Linked DNA regions of Triticum aestivum: region 2 is linked to region 1. The links are chromatin contacts, called in public Hi-C maps. All regions are on one chromosome and are shown on one strand. The core of a region is the stretch at or near the end of the contact, and the rest is flanking DNA. Distances in the headings are between cores, read along the strand shown. Region 1 holds the start of LOC123189490 (small nuclear ribonucleoprotein SmD1a). Region 2 holds the start of LOC123189493 (probable amino acid permease 7).

Region 1 (6,924 bases), core at 475-2,974:
TACAGGATTCTTCCCTTTCATTGTGAGCTTTACGGTCTTCAGATGAGTATTCATGCTTATGTCAACACCTACAAAATATGCATCAGTCAGAGGATCTGCAGTACCAGTAATCATGATCCCAATCAGTTGGTACAAAAATAGTTGCAGCAGCACGATGTTATGGGAGTTGCAAAACTGAAGAGCCAGACAGGGTCCAAACAATGATTTCCCGAATTCTACATGACTGAAGAGTAAAACTGGGCAACCCGGTTTTCTAAACTGCAACAAGAAGTTACATAATACGAATCTTCCAGGATGCATTTTTTTTCTTTTAATAAGCAGTGGAAACTTATGGAATATACTCAACAAAATCCAATTTGGCAAACATTATAAACCCTAAGGCCAGAAGACCTCAAGTAACAAAACGAATGTAGAAATATGAAAACCATTATTCCAATCTTCAAGTCATATTTCCTACAGTACCCTTTTTAAAACAAAACAAATGTTCTCCAGTTGCAAAGAAATTTCATCAAATGTTCTTACATTGTTTATTGCACCTTTCATCAAACTTAGTGCGGTGTGTTCCTCTTCTAGGTTTAATAGTATAAACATTCATCAGGGAGTAACAAAGAGGATTAGGAGGGGGCATACAGAGGTACATGATCCCAATGCATTCTCATTCTGAGCAACTAATGTATGTTACTACACTATCATAAGGAGATGACATCACTATATTCCTTGGAATAATATATAGAAGACTAAAGATTTCAATATACTCCTACCGTCCGAAAAAGCTTGTCCCAAGCTTGTTTCTCAAATGGATGTATCTAGCACTAACTTGGTGCTAGATACATTCATTTGAGTGACAAGCTTTTTCAGACAGAGGGAGTACAAAATACATCATGTATTTAACAACAGGAGTGGACAGCACCGGACACATAAGAGAAGATCGGCTGAATGTAAACGCACTCCGCACAATTCGTATGAATCAAATTGCTAATTGACCAAGCTGAACAGCCAATGCAAAGAAACATCACTAATTGTGCGCCACAAAACTAATGGAGCAAATCATCTTCATCTCAGTTCCACACTGTATGTAATAATTACCTAATCCTTCAACTACGAAAGGAAATCACTGACCATACATAGAAGATATGTTCACTTCCACGAGCTCTAAACCAAACAAAACAACGCCACACAATCAGGCAAGCACACGCAACTAGATCTCAAAAACACAAAGCACGGGGACAAAACTAACGGATCCTAGACACGGACGCGCTGAAAGAAACCCTAAAATTTCAGGATTTCACACTCGGGAGGAGTGAGGTCGAAGCATACCGGTGATGGTGCCGTGGACGGTAGTGCCGTTCTTGAGCTCGATGGTGACCGTCTCGTTGTTCAGCTTCATCAAGAACCTGCGGCCCAACACAAACGCCCAAATCCGCGGCGGGAGATTACACCGACCAGATCAGCGAGGAACGGCAAAACAAAACCAATCCGAAAGAAGGGAAGAAAAGTGGGGGGGGGGGGGGGGGGGGGGGGGGGGGGGGCGTTACCTGACGAGCTTCATCTTGGCGGCGGCCGGGAAGATGCGGAGGAACGGAGGCGGACAGAATCGGAGGAGCTCGAGCTGTTTGCTTTCTCGGAGCGGGAGGGCAAAACCCTAGTTTGAAGGCTGACCTGGCTGGTTGCTGGTGAGTCGGTTCACTTGGGCCGGGCTTTACGTCTTAGGCCTCGGTAGAGGCCGTGAGGCCACTGCGCTTCTCAGAAACAATACGCTGGCACCGACTATTTTTGTTCCCCAACAAACTAACAAAGCCTGTTGTTTTCTCAAAAAGAAACTATTCGTGTGTAGAAGGTACCTACTCCCTCCGTTCGAAATTACTTGTCATTAAAATGGATATATCTAGAACTAAAATACATCTAGATACATCAATTTCAACTACGAGTATTTCCGAACGGAGGGAGTAGGTTTCTAGGGTTTCAGTACCATGCCGGCCATTTTCTGTGTCCGACGAGGGCATCTCTTTTCAAACTTTTTCCTCGTGATGATAACTGGTTCTCCATGAATACTTAGTTCAGGCTGATCATAGGGCTGGTTAGTCCAGCATTCTGCCCTTGGCGAGCGGTTTGGTTAGAATTCTAGATTGGTTTGAGTCCATAAGAGATGTACCACCGTCAGAAGGCCAGATTGTGTTTACTAAAGGGAAGGAAGAGCCCAACATTTCAGGCACCATGCTTGAGCCCAATTTGGAGTGTTGCAGAGTCTTTGATCTGAAGGAGAAAGGCACTGTGAGTGTTCACAAGGACCAAAGGTTTGAACAATCCGAATAAGGCTTCTAACTGCTAAGTCATTTGGTCAGAACTCGTCGCAAACTACGATGTAGTTTGCTTGGGCGGTGCTGCATGAAGTGCGCTTTAGGATTGTGGAGGACATCCTATTTTTCATGTTACAATTTGATTGTCGGTATCACATCATGTATGAGGAGCCCTAGAACTTTTGGATTTTTTATTGATACCGGCAAGTGCGATGGCGTTACAAGGAATGTTGATATGACACTAGATTAGTTACATGTTAACTTGGTGACTAATCTTGCAATGAAGGTGAGGAAGTTGTTGTTGGGGAACGCAGTATTTCAAAAAAAATCTACGGTCACGCAAGATCTATCTAGGAGACACATAGCAACAAGATGGGAGAGTGTGTCTACGTACCCTCGTAGACCGAAAGTGGAAGCGTTTAGTAACGCGGTTGATGTAGTCGAACGTTGTCGGTGTCAAAACCGGCGGATCTCGGGTAGGGGGTCCCGAACTGTGCGTTTAAGGCGGATGGTAACAGGAGGCAGGGAACACGATGTTTTACCCAGGTTCGGGCCCTCTTGATGGAGGTAAAACCCTATGTCCTGCTTGATTAATATTGATGATATGGGTAGTACAAGAGTAGATCTACCACGAGATCAGAGGGGCTAAACCCTAGAAGCTAGCCTATGGTATGATTATATGTTGTTGTTGTTGGTGTTGGTGTGTCCTACGGACTAAAACCCTCCGGTTTATATAGACACCGGAGAGGTTAGAGTTACACAAGGTCGGTTACAAAGGAGGAGATACACATATCCGTATTGCCTAGCTTGCCTTCCACGCCAAGTAGAGTCCCATCCGGACACGAGACGAAGTCTTCAATCTTGTATCTTCATAGTCTAACAGTCCGGCCAATGGAGATAGTTCGGCTGTCCGGAGACCCCCTAATCCAGGACTCCCTCAGTAGCCCCTGAACCAGGCTTCAATGACGATGAGTCCGGCGCGCAGTATTGTCTTCGGCATTGCAAGGCGGGTTCCTCCTCCGAATACATCACGGAAGAATTTGAATACAAGGATAGTGTTCGACCCTGCAAAATAAGTTCCACATACCACCGTAGAGAGAATAATATTTTCACAAATCTAATTTGTTGACTTGTTTTGGCAACATGACATTAAGCCGTGGTTGGGTGATTATTCGAACCGTTTCCTTTAACTAGCCCCGCACATAACGCGAGGCAGTTTTTGACACGTCTCGTCGAAGTAGAGATCGTGTCCCTTTATTACGGGATTCTCATCAATACGGGCGTGGGTAACCCAACCGTGTCTAGGACTCCTAGATTATAGGCAAGTCCCAAACGGCTACGGAGAGGACGCTTGATATTCACCCTCTTTATAAAAGGGACAAGGCTTTTACTTTTTTTCCTTCCGTGCTCAATCGAATCCTTTCCCCGTCTCGAGTTCTAACACCCAAAGCCCAGGTCAGGTGCTCCGGACCTTCAATCATGTCCGGATCTAGCCTTCAAGGCCAATGGATGCCCTCCTCCATTACGGAAGAAGACATCAAGAAGTTGAGGGAGGCCAGATACCTGACCGCCGAGGTTACGCATCGGCTGCCTGCCCGAGGGCAGGTCGTCCCTACTCCTGAACCCAATGAAGACGTCGTGTTCATCTCCCACCTCCTCCGAGGACTAGGCCTCACTCTGGATCCCTTCGTTAGGGGGTTGATGTTTTATTACGGGCTAGATTTCCACGATCTAGCCCCGGACTCCTTTCTCCACATCTCGACATTCATTGTCGTGTGTGATGCCTTCCTCCGCGTTACCCCTCACTTTGGCATGTGGCTCAAGACCTTTGACGTGAAGCCGAAGATGGTCGAGGGGCAGTATGCAGCGTGTGGAGGCGCATTAATAAGCAAGGTAGTAGGAGCTCCGTGGACCAAAGGCTCCTTTCCAGAGGTGTCCGGATTATGGCAACATGAGTGGTTTTACATCACAGCTCCCAGAAGTGCCAAGTGGGTGGCTGCCCCTGCTTTCCGCTCAGGCCCTCCACCACAACTGATGTCATGGATTAGCAGAGGGCTGAGCTGGGGTCCTGCCAAGGACGTGCCTATACTACAAAGCCGCATCCAAAATCTCTTCGAAGGAGATTTCAGTTTGATTATGGTGGCGCAAGTCATGCTGGTTCGTCGAGTCCACCCTTGCAAACGCCGGCCCCTCCGCATGTGGGAGTTCAACCCAGAAGGGCCGCGTACTATTCAGAATTTCCTCGGCCTGACGCACAAGGAGATGTACAAATCATTCTTCGGACCCCAAATAGAGTGTCCGGATACTATCGAGGACATGGGCCTGAGCAGCAACCGTACCACCGACCAAGTAAGTAATCCTTTAGCCGAACACACCGTCTTTTATTTACCACGACGTCATTCTAAGAAGTCGCTCTTTGACCATGACTGGCTAACTAAGGCGAAGATGATTCGGTGTTCGGCCCCCCTTCCTGAGGGTTTGGAGAATCCGGTACTGGAAAAGATGCTCGAGCTAGCACCCTGCTCGGAGCCCTCAAAGGAAGATAAAGGGGGGGGGGATAATGAGGTCAAAAGTGGGCCCCCATCGCTACCAATTCCAACCGAGGGAATGAGCACCTCCGTGAAGGAGGATAACCGAGGAGAAGAATCCGACCTTCTCTCGCTTCGGGGAAGGAAGAGGACTGCCTCTAAAGATCCGGAAACCGAGGCTTCCAAACGGGAGAAGAAGTCTCCACTAGAGGGTCCTGCATTGGAGGGTGCTTTTGCCGCACAAAGTCCGCGCGAGGATCAGCCCTCCAACGAGCTGTAAGTAATCAGAAAGTACTTTAATAGTGGAGATGTACTACCTTACCTCTAAGGAAAATAATCGAAGCGTTTATCTTGCAGTTCGGATCTTAGCCCTTCTCAGCAGAGCTCGTCTTCAGGGGATCTTCTTCCGGAGATGATGGAGAGCGAAACACCTCCCCCGGACTCCCCCGCTCAAGAAGCGGGCAACCTTGAAGTGTCGTCGCGGAGGGCCTCTCCGGATCCGATGAGGCCAGAAGATAATCCTATAGTTACCCGAAGTCCTCAGCGTCCGGCTCTTGAAGAGAGCAAACAAAAGAGTCCGGCAACATCTGTTATGCGGTCGGACGTACTGAGGGAGCTGTTGGAGCGAGCAGCCATCTCAGAGGAACACCGTACATTGATGGGTACGGTGATTGGAAAGGATTTCATTCGCCGAAAGCAGGTTGCATGATGCCTTTGTGAGTCTACTGACGGGCTTTAAGGTACGTAAAATGATGTACATTTGTGATGGTACCGCACATTTTTAGGTGTGCCCTGTGTAGATAGTAGCCCCCGAGACTCTGGTTGTCACCGAGGACAGCGGCAAACAGAGGATCGTAGTCCCAGACAATAACCATACCGCTTTAATGTACAGGTAATGGGAGCTTCGGTGGCTAGCCGGACTCATGAGTTTGCTGAACTAAAGCAGCAACTAGATGCGGCAGACGCCGACATCGAGCTTGTTAACAAGCGGCTTGACGAGTCATGGGGTAAGTAATGTTTTTCTGATGAATGTCACATAATAAGAGCAGCATGATGCCAGTATCTTTAATATGTTGTGACTGCAGACGGAGCTGCCACCGTGGAGACCCTTCGGGCAAAACTTGCCTGAGCCAAGGAACAAGCAAGAGTTAGTAATGCGGCTGCTTTGAAGGCAGCCGAAGAGTTAAGAGCCGAGAAGGCCGCACATTGCGAAAGCAAAGAGAAGATGGCCAAGATGGCCGTAGAATTAAAAGACATTGCCGACCGTTGCCAGTTCCTTGAAAAAGAGAACCGATTGAAGGCAGCGGACCTTGAAAAGGCCACGATGGTGACCAAAGACACTCGCTCTGCTATGAGGGCGAAGAAGGAGGAGCTGCGCGAAGCTGGGGATATTGCGGCTGGGAAGCCCTTTCTGCTGCAGAGGAAGTTCGGGGATCCGCGGTATGCCCCTCTGGATCGGCTGTGGAGTTCGGCAGACGCATATATGGACTTGGCGGCAAGCGCTGTCGGTGCGGTTGAACACTTCCGAGATCAGACAGATCGTGAAGTGGAGAAGTTGTTCTAGTCGCAATTTAACGTTCCAGAGCGTCCGCTTCCCTTGACTGATCAGCTAGCCGAATGGGCCGAACTTAATAGGTTGTCTGGGCTTGCCATGAGGTCTGTCGTAGATCACTTGTGGCCGGAGAAGCCGAAGCCGAAAAGCTATTTCAGCTTAGTGAAGCAGTTCCTTGGTGCGGTGCCGCGCATCAATGCGATGAAGAGATCGGCGTGCATAGAAGGCTCGCGGATGGCCTTTGCCCGTGTTAAAGCATACTGGGCGGAGATGGATGCTACCACTGTTGCGGCGCAGGGTTCGTCCATAGGCCGAGTGGCTGCCGAGCACTATTTCGGAGAGGTTCTCGAGGGTGCTCGTTTGATAGAGGCCCAATGCTCGAAGAATATTATGTTTGAGTGACATGTATTCCCATTGTAAACACAATGTTTTTATGAAATTTATTAAGGTTGTGTTTATACTTTTTCCTGAAAGTAATATGATGCCTCCTGTGCGGCCGTTTATGTATACATGTGTATAACCTGAAAGATTGCAGTCGTCGGCTTCA
Region 2 (6,691 bases), core at 1,029-3,528, 390 kb after region 1:
GATGCCGAAGTGGGTTTCTCGACTAGCGAGCCTGCTTCATGGCGGCATACGGACAAACGGGGCATTGAACAGGCATGGTAGATATATGTCCCGTCCCGTCCAGTAACACGTTTCCAGCATTGAACAAACATAGACACTAGGGACGCACCCTCGGCCGGTGTGCGGCTTCAATGCTGGAGCCAGTGAGAGGTCTAGTCCGCTCTGGGCCAACTTCAATGTGGAGCGGCCGCTCTGCAGAGGCATGAAAGCGGGTAGCTAGCGACGGGTGGGAATGTGCGCGCGCGAGGGAGGATGGTTTTGGATGGGTCAGGGTGGTCAGAAGCGGGTATGGCTACAGTTCGGACGGCCGTGAAGCCCCCTAGTTTGTCTTCGATTTGTGAAAAAGTTTCGTCCGAACGATTTGAGGGCTAGCGTTGGAGATGCCTCAATAAAAACACACACCCTTCGAAGTTGCGACATCATGAACATCGCTGCTCCACCACTGCTTCACGGAAACCATACCTCCCCACTCTGTTGGGTGTACATCGTGCAAGCCAAGCTAGGCTTTAATCATGCCCCCAAACTCTCACGGTGTAGCCACGTTGAAAAAGAAGGTGGGCCGCCGACTTTTGGACCCGCTTGCCCCAAACTTCCAACAATGTTGGCACATCCGTATCGCTTCATTATGGACGAAGCACGTTTGGTCCACCCCCAAAAAAAAAGAAGAAGCACGTTTGGTCCGGCGGAAGAATCCACAGGGGTTACGGATTAGGGTCACAAATCAAACAGCCACGCCACGCCCACGCGGCAGCTGCACATTGGCTGTAACTTGTAAGACTTGTCTCATGCCTTCCGAGCTCAAACGGACCACCACCCCCTTCCCGTTGTTGCTTGACAGTCCCGCTAGCCATAGCCAGCTGTCCTGCTCTGCAGTCCCAAACACGAACCCGTGCACTGCGACCAGTTATATTAAAGAAATTAGTGGTCTCTAATCAGCGGGGCAGTTTGATTAGGAACGTGCCCCCAAGCCGTTTGCGCGCTCTTTTGACGAGCTCCACACAATGCCTGGTCCAGCCGCGAGATTCACGAGCCTTCTTCGATCGATCTCTTGCTCCAGTGGTGCTCGTCTCCGCTCCTGTGTCTCTCAGAGTTTGTGTTTCCTTCGCTCCGGTTACACACCAGAAGCAATAATGTGATGAAGATTGCAAGGTACAGAAGCACCATGGGCGACAGAGACATCAATGGAAAGGATAGGTAAGGAAGACAAGAAGAACAGAGACGTGACTTCATAATTTGTCCCCCCCCCCCCCCCCCCCCCTTGTGTAACACATGTAGCTTTGTTTAATACGCTAAAAAAAGATACTGTATCTTTGTTTAACAACTTGATGCCCAATGTGTGGCTATGTTGTCTCTGTCAGACTGTCACTCAATCGCGGCGAACAGTGAACGGATACAGCTACACGCTCATTAACTATAATATCATCTTGTCTGAAGATTTGGATTAGGAACAGTTGGACAGAAAAGATGCCAAGAAACGGAAAAGGACGGGCGGGACGTGGATTGCGTACCTAAGTTGCGCTCGACGGCGTGCGCGTAGGTGCGGTTGCGGTGCGGGCCGTGCTCCGGGTCCGGCGACCGGTAGCAGTCGGCGAAGATGGTGGACTGCAGCGCCGTCACGGAGGCGAACACCACCATCATGCCCGGCCCGGCCACCCACCCCAGCTGCGCCATGCTCCACGCCAGCGACAGCACCCCGGACCCGATCACCGCCGTGATCACGTGCGCCGACGCCGTCCATTCGTTCCCTGCGTTCCAATCCAATGGCGGGGTCAGCAAACATCGACGACCAAACGCAACGAGAGACAAGGATCCAAAGAAACCGATCGATGGATGGATCGACGGGGATGAGGTTCGGTCCGGGCGGGGCGCTCACCGTTCCTGACGATGTTGAGATGGCGCTTCGGCCCGTCGGAGGAGATGAGAGGGGCCGTGGCGTCGCCTCCCCCTTCGCCGAACGCCATCGTCGGAGGAATTCCGCTCCCTTCCCTTCCCGGCCGGCCGGCGGAGAGCACGGATGGGGAATCGTATCACGGAGCCTCACTGAACTGATTGGAAAACTTCTTGGCAAATGGTGGCTCGATCGGTCAGCTTTATTTGAGGAGGCACTGATGCGTCGGTGGATCGAGAGGACGAGGAAAGAGGCCTATTGTAATAACGGGAATCGCATGCGTGAGAGGCTCTGCTGTGACTGGCTCCTCGAGTGTTCGCCGCGTGTAGGCCTCCACACCGGTGTGGTGAGGTGCTGCTACTTGGCGCCGCTTGATTGCGCTGTGGTCAATTCACACGGAGGTACAGCGGGGCACTCCGTAATTGCAGCGAATCATTCGGGGCCACAGATTGTATGCGGAAACCAAATTTGGTTTTGAGAATGTTACTATGTGCGATCATTGCAGCATGCATGTTTTGTTCTTCGAACAATCGAGTATTCTGGATCTCTCCCGAACAAACCAGATTTACCTGGGCAGGGGTAAACTGTTTGGCATTTTGTGAAGTACACTAGACTTAGCTCTCCTAGAATGGACACGGTATCCGTCCGCATGCATGCTCGGACGTATCCACAAGAGGGCGGACATACAACCGTGTACCTCAAATCGTCCGGACACTTTTCAAATGGAATTTAAACAAACCACATGATTTTCATGAAAGTCCGATGATTTTCATTTAAACATCCCATATTCCTGACGTTTCTGACATATTTTATTAAACAAAAGCAGACATTGACATTTTTTTTGAAAGCGTACACCCGTAGGTATACGCGCTACTTGTATTTATACATCAAGGAAGTCAGTACATGAACTCATACAAATACAAACATACATAAAGGATACAAACAGTGCGGCTGCCACCACCAAACTGCAGCAGAGTTGGTCCATCGCCTTCTCCGTACAAGCCGAAGATGCTCAGCGCCAGTGTCTTCCGCCATCGAAACTGCTGTAGAAAACCACCGACGACGTGGAGCATGAAACCCAGAGCCGATGAAGCCCCTCGTCCTCTGGCTTTACTAAGCCGCAATAGCCTCTCAGCCTAAAGACCAGGATGAAATTCGGTAAGGATCCGGCGGCCGGAGGCAACCTCTCTCCATGAGGCGCTCTTCGAGCTGGCATCGGCTCGGATATAGGGATTTGACCACTCTGCCCACACCGAGACGGCCAGATCCACGCGCCACTACCCCGTACCGATGAACGTCACAACTGCTCGCCTTCGTGCCCGCGCACAGCTTCGTCATGCATGGCGGCTGTCGTGGACTTAACACGGCAGATGCCCTAGCAAAAGGACTTAGGTCTGGAGCCATCGCAACTAGGTTAGGTTGAAGGGGTTAAACGGAAAAAAAGACACAGAGAGTTTACCCAGGTTAGGCCCCTCTCAACAAGGTAAAAGCCTACTCCTGCTTTAGGTTGTATTGCTTGGGTTTCGATTACCATGGAGCGAATACACTTGACCTAGTTCTCGTTCAATTGTTTCTTGAGTTAACCCGCCGTCGGGTCACCCCTTTATATACAGGTTGATGCCCGGTGGCTTACAGAGTTCCGGCCGGCTCATACACACTGTGTACGGCTCGGTAACTAACTAAGCTTGCCTTACAGTACAAGTTAAACATATGGCGGCTCACATCCATGGGCCTCAAGTCGTCCCCGGGTCTTGGGCCTTCAATAAGTTTGCTCTATGAACCGCCATCTTCATGTCTTCTTGGGCCTCGTTATTTTAAGCCGCCAGTGAAATGACCCGCCCTCCCTGGGCGGGTCATACCCAGTAGTTATATCCCCAACACTAGGCCCCAGGTTGATTTGAACTTGTTCACATCAATCTTCAGCACTTGACTTAACAGAATTTTCCATCGCTAATCCCTTTCCAATTCATTATAACCCGCCTTGACGTCACATCTCAGAATTATGTTAACCGCCATGACATCATCTCACATTAACTTCACACGAAGCCCAGAACATCTCAACATATCTTTATCTTTAATGGATCTCCCGAAAATCGAGGCGTCCACGTAGCCACATAATCATTTTTTCAGCCTCCTCGATTCCTGCGCATGCCATTTATCCATCTCCTTATAAATAGGGACAGGGATCCTTTTCACTTTTTCACCCTTGCCCCTCGTCTTCGCCTTCCTCCTCGCAACGTTCCTATGCTCCCAAGCTCCGCCGCCGTCGACCTTCGTCAACTGCCTCGACTGCGGCCGCTGCATCAACCTGAACGGATTAGAGCACTGCGGCGCACTTTCGCTGTTCAACTGCATTAGTAAGTACTCCTCCTCCCATGTAGCAGATCTCCATTAGGGTTTGCCCAGTTCGTCGGAGTTTTTCTCTGTTCTTCTTTTCCTTATTTAGATCACGTAGTTGAATCTGAACATGATATTGAAGACGCGTGGTAGTAGCTTAACATCCCTTTTCCAATCGCATTAGATGTTTTTTCTGTATAAGATCCATCTGAACATATGAGTTATTCCACCGCCTTCACTTTAGGTCTAGAATTTATTTCCTTTTTCTGAACCTCTATAAATCCAAAATTTTAGCACCAATTCGTGAAATCTGTTTGTCCATGACTTAGCAAAAATCACTCATAGATCCACTCCACTGAAAACGTGTGGGTGGTTCATATAATAAACCACAACCCGCCATATAGCATTAGTCCCCTTGTTAAGCCGGCAAGATATGTTCTTCACACGCATAACCTGGTACTGTCTTCCGGTTTAGCTATGTCATTCTTAGTAGCACTTACTTTTTGATGACTAGCCGACTTAGCATCAGAATCCTTAACCCGACAATATTTTCCTTTGTAGTAAAAAATGTCTAAAGCGAAGACCGTCACCTCATGCAACTGGGTCGTTTCCTGGGTCCTCGAGGAAACATTGAACGAATATGTTCAAACGGGCGTCTTAGCCAACAAAGATGTCATCCATTGGAGGGTCCCAGGCATAGAAACCCCTCCTGAGCCCAAGGAAGATGAAGTAATTGCCTTTACTGATCATCTGCTCTGAGGTTTTACTCCTCCCGGCTCAAAAATCTTCCGTGATGTGCTGCACTTTTTCAAGCTCTGCCCTCAAGATGTTGGGCCCAATTCCATCTCAAACATTTGCAACTTTGAAGTGTTCTGCGAGGAGTACCTACAACAGGAGCCCACTATAGAACTATTCAGGGAATTTTACTATTTAAACCGGCAGACTGAGTTCACAGATGGGCTCAGCCTAGAGTTAGGTGGCATTTCGCTTCAGAGGTAGAAAGAAGCCACCTTCCCAGGCGCCAAACTGCCCAATCATCCCAAGGACTGGAACCAAACTTGAGTTTTACTGCCAAGATACTTCTCTAGAAGGAGAGAATCCTCTGCCAGGTTATCGTGAGAACCGGCTTAGCAACAGGCACCCTTTGCCAGAACGGATCAACATAGAAGAATGGGCCAAATATATGCCTGTCTTTTCAAAGATCAGAGCCTTAATGGCTAACGGCTTGACTAGAATCGATCTAGTCCGATGTTGGGTCGCATGGAGAATTCTGCCCTTAAGCCGCTGATCCGGTTTAATGTGCGAGTACACTAGAGATGCCAAAGATCCCCAACAACACTGCCATATAGTGCTAACTGATGAAGACATCAATGACATGACCAAAACCCTGCTGAACGAGAGCTTGGCAGATTGCAGCAAAACATGGTTAAATCCTTTCTGTGTAATCAACAAACCGCCAGCTGTAAGTATTCAAACGATTTCCAACTTTAGTCATCTTCCGTTGAATTATTTTCTTAGCCATTTGATTGTTGCAGGCCGACTCTTCTTTCTGGAATAAGAAACTTCAAGATAAACCGGCGAGAAAGACCCAAACAAAGAATAAGGCTCCTAAAAAGCCTGCCAAGAAGAAGACCAACCCCTCTGAGTTATTTGACTTGGATGACAATGATGAGTCGGAGGTAAAATTTGACTCCCTTCGCTCATTTCTTGTACATCTTATTGATAATGATCACTATCAGGATGATGCGGAGGCCAGCCGTGCAGACGATGAAGAGGTAATTATTCTCTCCTCCGGCTCAGAACATTTGCCAAGACAGAAAGTTCAACAATCGAGCCGGAAAGTAAGGTTTTCTCACCCTTTAGCTCATCTGGATCCCAACTTTCTTTTGAAGAAACAACAACATGAAGCTCGCCGCACAACCCAGAACATCGGCGGTGGGATTCTCTCCTCCGGCTTACCCAACACGCTGAGGGAGTCCTGGACTAAGGGGTCCTCGAGAGTCCGGCACGTGTGCTGTGAGCCAGACTGATGGGCCATGAAGACATAAGGTAGAAGATTTTCCCCCGTGTCCGGATGGGACTCTCCTCTACGTGGATGACAAGCTTAAACATCCGGATGTGTAGTTTCCTTTCTCTGTAAACCGACTCTGTACAACCCTAGGCTCCTCCGGTGTCGATATAAACCGGAGGGGTTAGTCCGTAGAGGCTATCAGAATTCATATAGGCTAGGCATCTAGGGTTTAGCCATTACGATCTCGAGGTAGATCAACTCTTCTAACCCCTATACTCATCAAATACAATCAAGCAGGACGTAGAGTTTTACCTCCATTAAGAGGGCCTGAACCTGGGTAAACATCGTATCCCTCTTGTCTCCTGTTATCTTCGATCCTCAGATGCACAGTTTGGGACCCCCTACCCGAGATCGGC

Evidence for each region. A called contact is a pair of places that touch in the nucleus more often than the background predicts.
Region 2: a contact with region 1 is called in a Hi-C map of leaf, with 3 times the contacts expected there. The contact joins the promoter of LOC123189493 here to the promoter of LOC123189490 in region 1. A contact is called at or near these places in 2 of 5 Hi-C or Micro-C datasets (both in leaf).

Annotation. Positions count from the first base shown.
Region 1 is chr2A:571,373,709-571,380,632 of IWGSC CS RefSeq v2.1, forward strand. LOC123189490 (small nuclear ribonucleoprotein SmD1a) reads right to left here and starts at 1,725. Exons shown (of 5, transcript XR_006495862.1): 1 at 1,536-1,725; 2 at 1,318-1,394; 3 at 1-68.
Region 2 is chr2A:571,767,136-571,773,826 of IWGSC CS RefSeq v2.1, forward strand. It overlaps LOC123189493 (probable amino acid permease 7), which reads right to left and starts at 2,279. Exons shown (of 7, transcript XM_044601921.1): 1 at 1,913-2,279; 2 at 1,548-1,784. The coding sequence starts at 2,000.